2 separate regions of the Macaca mulatta genome follow, and region 1 is linked to region 2. The links are chromatin contacts, called in public Hi-C maps. All regions are on one chromosome and are shown on one strand. Each heading gives the region's core, a stretch centred on a gene start, on an enhancer-like site or on the middle of the called end of the contact. The rest is flanking DNA. Distances are from core to core; before and after follow the strand shown. Region 1 overlaps ZNF697 (zinc finger protein 697). Region 2 has its middle 34 kb from the start of PHGDH.

Evidence for each region. A called contact is a pair of places that touch in the nucleus more often than the background predicts.
Region 1: a contact with region 2 is called in a Hi-C map of fetal cortex germinal zone, with 2.4 times the contacts expected there. The contact joins two enhancer-like sites. A contact is called at or near these places in 3 of 14 Hi-C or Micro-C datasets (blood, fetal cortex germinal zone and sperm).

The regions. Positions count from the first base shown.
Region 1 is chr1:120,696,721-120,700,066 of T2T-MMU8v2.0, reverse strand. It overlaps ZNF697 (zinc finger protein 697), which reads right to left. Exons shown (of 3, transcript XM_015149364.3): 3 at 2,775-3,346. Among named protein-coding and RNA genes, the nearest start is that of ZNF697, 30 kb to the right of the region's middle. Within about 2 kb of position 1,921, at least 5 of the 40 cell types and tissues checked have an H3K27ac peak or open chromatin away from gene starts, as enhancers often do.
Region 2 is chr1:120,631,029-120,634,393 of T2T-MMU8v2.0, reverse strand. No RefSeq gene overlaps it. Among named protein-coding and RNA genes, the nearest start is that of PHGDH, 34 kb to the right of the region's middle. Within about 2 kb of position 1,788, at least 7 of the 40 cell types and tissues checked have an H3K27ac peak or open chromatin away from gene starts, as enhancers often do.

The DNA of each region.
Region 1 (3,346 bases), core at 672-3,171, 66 kb before region 2:
GAAAGGGAGGCCATGCCTTGTCACTCCCTCATCACCCTGCCCCAGGAGCTGGAAATCCCAGAAGATACAGTCCATATGCACCGCAACTGCCTCTCTTCCTTCTGGGATCCCAGGAGCTATGATACAAGAGTTTGGGACGCCCCTCAGCAGCCCCTTCTCTGCAGCACTGAGCAGGAACACTTTGTAACCACCTTGCTTCCTAACATTCACACAAGCCCCTGAATCTTACAAGAGCCTTCGTGTTTGTCATTTTGTTTGATTTTCCCACACCTTATACCTGCATCTTTCCACTGCACGGATGAGAGCAAGATCAAGAATACCTATAGGGCTTGGTCTAGGCTGCAGCAGCACTGACAGTGGCTGTGTGAGTCCAGGGAATCTCTGGCTGTGAAGTCATGTCTGTAATTTCCACCAAATCTACTAACTTCAACACAGAAATCAGCAGAGCTACTTCAGCTGAAACCTTGAAGTGACCCTTGTTTCAGACAATCGCTAATGCTACTCTTGACAAGAGAAATGTCTAGCCAGATCCTTTTCCAGCCCCTTGACAAAGTGAGCTAGCTTTTCCAAGGTCACACACTGTCCTTTCCCTCACCCAACAAAGCCAGCTAAAGTGGACATTGCCTGATTTGCAGCAGTAGTGGGGACTCTGACTTAGAGTTCCAGAGTCCTTGGCAGAGAATCTGCTTAACGCTGAGCCTTTGTTGAATGTACCATCTTGCCCTAGCATAACATGTGAAGTCTTGACATGAAATTCCCCCCTGTCCACCTCCCACCCCCTGCAGCCCCAGAGGCCAAATCCTTAAAGTCATACTTATAGTTGGCAAAATAATTCACCCCAAGCAGGTTAGGCAGGCAGGAAACAAAATCAGCCTTCACCTTCACCCTTAAATGGTGTTGGAATGTGTAAGCATCTGTACCTCTCTCATGCCTGTCTCCCTAGCACTGAGCACTATGCCCGGCACTTGCCCACTCAGCTGAGGGGTGAAATTCCCAGGGTCTCTGCTCTTAATGAGACACAGCCCTGGGGCCTGTGGAAGGCCAGTCATACACAGATGGTATCAGAACACCCAGGCAGGGCTGGGCGCGGTGGCTCACGCCTGTAATCCCGGCACTTTGGGAGGCCAAGGCGGGTGGATCACAAGGTCAGGAGATTGAGACCATCCTGGCTAACACGGTGATACCCCATCTCTACTAAAAATACAAAAAATTAGCCAGGCGTGCTGGCAGGGTCCTGTAGTCCCAGCTACTCGGGAGGCTGAGACAGGAGAATGGCGTGAACCTGGGGGGCGAAGCCTGCAGTGAGCCGAGATCATGCCACTGCACTCCAGCCTGGGCGACAGAGGGAGACTCCATCTCAAAACAAAACAAAACAAAACAAGAACACCCAGGTAGAACCACTCCCTACCTCAGCCCTTGATGCTTTCAGAAAAGCATCTCAGTGGAGTGTCTTCAGTGAATAAAAGAATGCATGGAACTGCTTCCAGTGAATCCCTGGTCTCCAGGAATTGGTGTCTGGCAATTCCTTTACTCAGGTTGGAAATCCTTCAAATATATGTGTGGGAATGCCAACTAGAACACTGCACGTACACTGACACCTTTTTCAACTTTCTTAAAATCATGGGGCAACGTGGTATATGGAACACCTTGCCGCCCACCTCACTGGCTTCCAAAGCTGAGCATTCCTGACTGCTGAAATGAGGCAGGGCACCAGCTGGATGCAGAGAGCATTGTGAACAGTGGCCTGGATCTCAAGGGAGCAGCTGGAAATTGAAACCCATTGGAATGTGCTTTGGGTTAGCAGAGATGACCTTGAAACCACAGTCTAGCAGCAGAAATCTGCACTCTACGGGGTACTTGCGGCTGTGATAGGGAGAGAGGAGCAACCACTAGGCAATTCGTGCTGGAGACTGGCCAGCTGTGCTCCTCCCCTCCCACATGGGCAGAGAGGACGGAAATTATGTGAATGCCAAGGGCAGCTGAGCAAAGGAGTCATGCCTGGGGTTTTGCTTTATTAAGTGAGCTGAGTTGCCGGAATGAAGATCTCAGAGAAGCGGAAGAAGGCTGACTGAATGGCGAAGACGGTGAAGGCCAGCAGCAGCCTTCCACACCTATTCCATTGTCATCGGATGGACAGCCAAGACAGGCACTTTTCCTGGCTCTTACTTATTATAGTCATGATTTGGAGCAGCTGTGTGAAAGGTGGCCCACCAGGAGCAAACAAAGTATGTTGCACCTTGCATTGCCCTTTGCCTCCATACCTCCCAGCAGAGGAGAAGATTTGAGCCTTACGTATTATTATACTTACTGTAATCCCCAAGAAAGAATGGGGGATCTCTAATTGGTCCTACAGAGTTCTCAACCCTGTTTGCCCATTAAAATCGCCTGGGGAGTTTCTATAAAACTACAGGAACTTAGGCCTCACTCCAATTAATCGCTCTCGTCATTTAAAAGGCAAACAATCCAAAAAGCTCTCCAAGGTTAAGAAAATCTGTAGCTTAAACTAATCAAACCTCAAGAATTCCAGGTTGACCAGGTACAGTATTTCTAATTGGAATGTGGGCAGAGGCCCACTCACAGCAAATTCAGGGTGAAGTAGCACAGATACTATGCAAATGTGCCTGGGTATGGGTATGACTGTATTCTAACGCAACTTTAGGTACAAAAATATGCAGGGCAGATTTGGTAGTTTGTCAACCCTTGTTCTACAGGAACATAGCTTCCATAGGTAGAGCTGAGTGGCATTTAATGTGTGTCAAAGAAGAATGACATGGTAAAAGACTGATATGGATTTAATGACAAATATTCCATATTGGTTGCTGAACACCAGAATGCTGTCCAAGGAACCATCATTAAATAAAACAACCTGAAAATAAGGCAATTCTCACATATACAAGCACACTCACACAAAACCTGTTACTTTTAGGATCATTATTCACTATTTTAACAAACAGCTGTAAAATAACATTACAGTGAAGAAAAATGTGCACAAACTTCAGAAACACAGTTTAGATTGTCTATGAACACAGTTCCTTAATTTGTATTTTTTCACATATGTACAGTCTCTTGATTGTAAAGAGACCACATGGCTCAAGGGGTTAACTTCTCATTTTCTCCTTCCAACTCGGAGCTCAAGATTTAATCAAAACCATTTAGCCTATTTAAACTGCTCCAGGTTTTGCTTAGTAAAGAGCAGCAGCAGAAGACTGCTCTTCACCAAATTCTCCAGGAAACAAATAATACACTTGCTTCCACCATCATTAACGAGTTGGTGGAAAAAGTCCTCAGATGAACGTTTTCAAGGGTGAACCGCAGTTAACAGGGTTTGCCAAAGAAATATTATTCT
Region 2 (3,365 bases), core at 539-3,038:
TTAAAGCAGAAAAAAGAAAGAGGAAGTACTTGCTTTAGCAGATGTTAAATTAGTCATAAAGCTATAATAGCTAAAACAATAATTGTGGTTCTGGCATAAGAAAAGATAGGTAAATCGATGAAATAGAAAGAATAGCTCAGAAGCAGATTCTAAAACACAGAAGTTAAAATATGAGGAAAGTGTTACAAATCAATGGTGAAGGGTTGAACTACTGGATAAATTGTGGCTATGAAAAACTAGTTGGATGTTTTGGGGAAAAATCAATTTAGGGATTCACATGATACGTCAATATGCAATTCTGATGGATAAGAATTAAATATAGAGAAACACATCAAACCATTAGTAAATATAAAAGCAATGCCTGGATGAAAATCAAATCTCCAGGTAAGAAAGAACATTTCGAAATGGCCTTCAGAATTTTTAAATTATCATGTTTTTTGACTCAGCAATTTAACTAAAAGAATGCAAACATCATTTTTATGGATCTCAGACAATTGACTGGCTTGCTCATTGCTACATTTGTGGGTGGTAGAAAGTCAATAAATATGAATTTAAAAAGAAGTTGCACAAAAACTTAAAGGTGTACGTTCAGAAAGGATGTCATAGCGGTGGCCATTTGTGTGAGTCAGTAGCCAACGGTCACCCTGTGCCTTGAGATTTAAATGAAATTCACCTGGGAATCCTAACCCTGTGGAATGTACATGGCCCTTCCTGTGATTTCTGTGAGTTTTGGCAGTTTTATTTTCTCACAGTTCTTTCTATGTTGCTCAGAGCTCTGGTTCTGTTTCAAGCCCACTTGCATCTCACCTCTTTTAGCCTGTGTTGTCTTTTTGATTTGAACCAACGTACATGTGAAATTTAACCCTCTTTCCTTACCATTCTATTTTTTCAAGACGAAACAAGACAAAACAGAACAACAAAAACACCTCCCAAGCCATGTGAATGTGGATTTTTTACAACCACACAAACTGACTCATTCAAAAATTAATATTAGACCTTCTCATACATAAAGGCCTTTTGTTCTCTTTCCCATGAAGAATTTCTCACTGACCACTTTTGTCCATGGGCTCTGGTATCCTGCTTTTTCACTTGACCTTCTCTCTCCACCTCAGGCATTTCCTGACATCTTATCAGTTCTGTGTTTTCAGGATTTGCTTTCCCATGGACTATTTAGGGACAGTTAAAATACCCAAGGGGGAAAAAAAAATCAAGCTTTTAAAGAATTAAAATAAATTTTATTCACGATTCTTACTGAGGACTATAGACTGAGGCCCATAGCCCGGGAGGAGTCTTTTAGGGAGATCTATCGGACTCCTTCCTCTAAAGCAGTGTTTCAGCCCATTGGTAGGTAGGTGGTGGAGGTTAAGTATGTGCAAAATCACATCTAAGTTTGGGTGCAAGAGTACATTTGAATATAGTTTACTAAAGTACATTTGGTTATAGGTAGTAGAAGCATAATGACTAACCCCATGAGATGTTATCGTGTGTAAGAAAAAGCAAGGACTAGAGTCACTTAACTTTTAAGAAATACAGTGACTCAGGCAAGAGGCATGGGGGATCATGTGCTCTATCCGGTTTTGTCAAAGTATCTTTCTGGAAAGCTGCAGGCCTCACAGTCAGGGGCTTTGTAAAATTACCCTGGCAAGCAGAAACAGGCAAACAGCCTCCTTCCGTTTGCTACTTTGTCTCGCGGTATGCAGAACAATTCTGCTTTCTAACCCTCTCCATTCCTCGACCTTCTTTGCATTTCTAAAGCTTTGATAACATCTAGACTACTGGAGGGACCATTAATTTGGCCTCAAGCTTTAACAGTACAGAAAATCGGTGGAGGTTTCCACATTTCAGACCTCCTTTTCTTTTACCCACCAAGATTTATAAGTAAAAGGAAGCAATATGGATACTCGTTTTCCCTCTGCTATGAAATATGCCTTTCCTCTTCCCTTACAAATGGCCACAGACAGTTTGGATTTTAAATATTTTTTTTTCACCAAGCTACATTTGTAAAAGTAAGAAAATTAAAAATGACCCAAAGGATCATCAATAGAAGATACCAGGTTAATAAATCATGATACAGTAGATTGAAGAATGTAATAGGTCCAGATGTTCTGAAATGGAAAGATGACCAAATCTGTTGTTAAGATACAACAACAACAACAACAAAATGTAAGTTAAAAAGCCAGTTGCCCGAAAGTATGTGTAATATGAAACCATTTGCAATGTCTGAATACATTATTGGTTGTCACAACTAGGTGGTAGTGGTGGTGAGGCTACTACTGGCCTCTAGTGGGCAGAGGTCAGGGTTGCTGCTAATCATTCCACAGTCCACAGGGCAGCTTTCCAAAGAATTTGCTGGCGGCAAATACCAACAGGTCTGAGATTAAGAAACCCTGTTCTAGGCCGGGCGCGGTGGCTCAAGCCTGTAATCCCAGCACTTTGGGAGGCCGAGACGGGCGGATCATGAGGTCAGGAGATCGAGACCATCCTGGCTGACACGGTGAAACCCCGTCTCTACTAAAAAATACAAAAAACTAGCCGGGCGAGGTGGCGGGCGCCTGTAGTCCCAGATACTCGGGAGGCTGAGGCAGAAGAATGGCGTGAACCCGGGATGTGGAGCTTGCAGTGAGCCGAGATCTGGCCACTGCTCCAGCCTGGGCGGCAGAGCGAGACTCCGTCAAAAAAAAAAAAAAAAAAAAAGAAACCCTGTTCTAGATGAATATACACCAAACTCTTAACAGTGGTTATCTCCAAGAGTTGAATTACACTTTTCCTAAATTTTAATCTTTTTGCATTTCTTGTAACGAGCTTATTATAATCAGGAAAAAATGTGAAAAACTATAAACAGTTGGAAGAGCTTGCACATAAAAAAAAATTTCTAATCAAATTACACGGAAGATGAGCAGATAGGGAGAGAGCAGTGCCACAGAATCTAGGAGAGGAGAGACGTCCCCTCCCAGGGACACCCAGTTGGGAGAGAACTCAAGTAAGAATCAGCCTTTCATTCAAACGGAGGAGTTTCCTCCTGAGAGCACATCTCACCGATAGCCAGTTCTTTCCTAGTCTCACCGGGCAGTGCTCTGTCTTCGGAGATTACGAGTGGTTGAAGGGGTAGAGAGGCCAGGTGTGGAAGCTTGTGCCCTGTCTGAACATCACACCCAGAGTCCAGGGGTTTGGAGAATGTAACTGTTAGGTGTTTAATAGAACATAAAAGTACACGTGAAATAGAAGTCATAGCGCTATTTATTCTTCCACGGGGCAAATTTCCCTTTTTAATTTTTCTGTAGTTGTTTTGTTACACTGGAGTCTCTTGACCGCCATCTGGTGGACAGATTTCCATCACCCAATCGGATGGTCAGCCTTCCCCACAA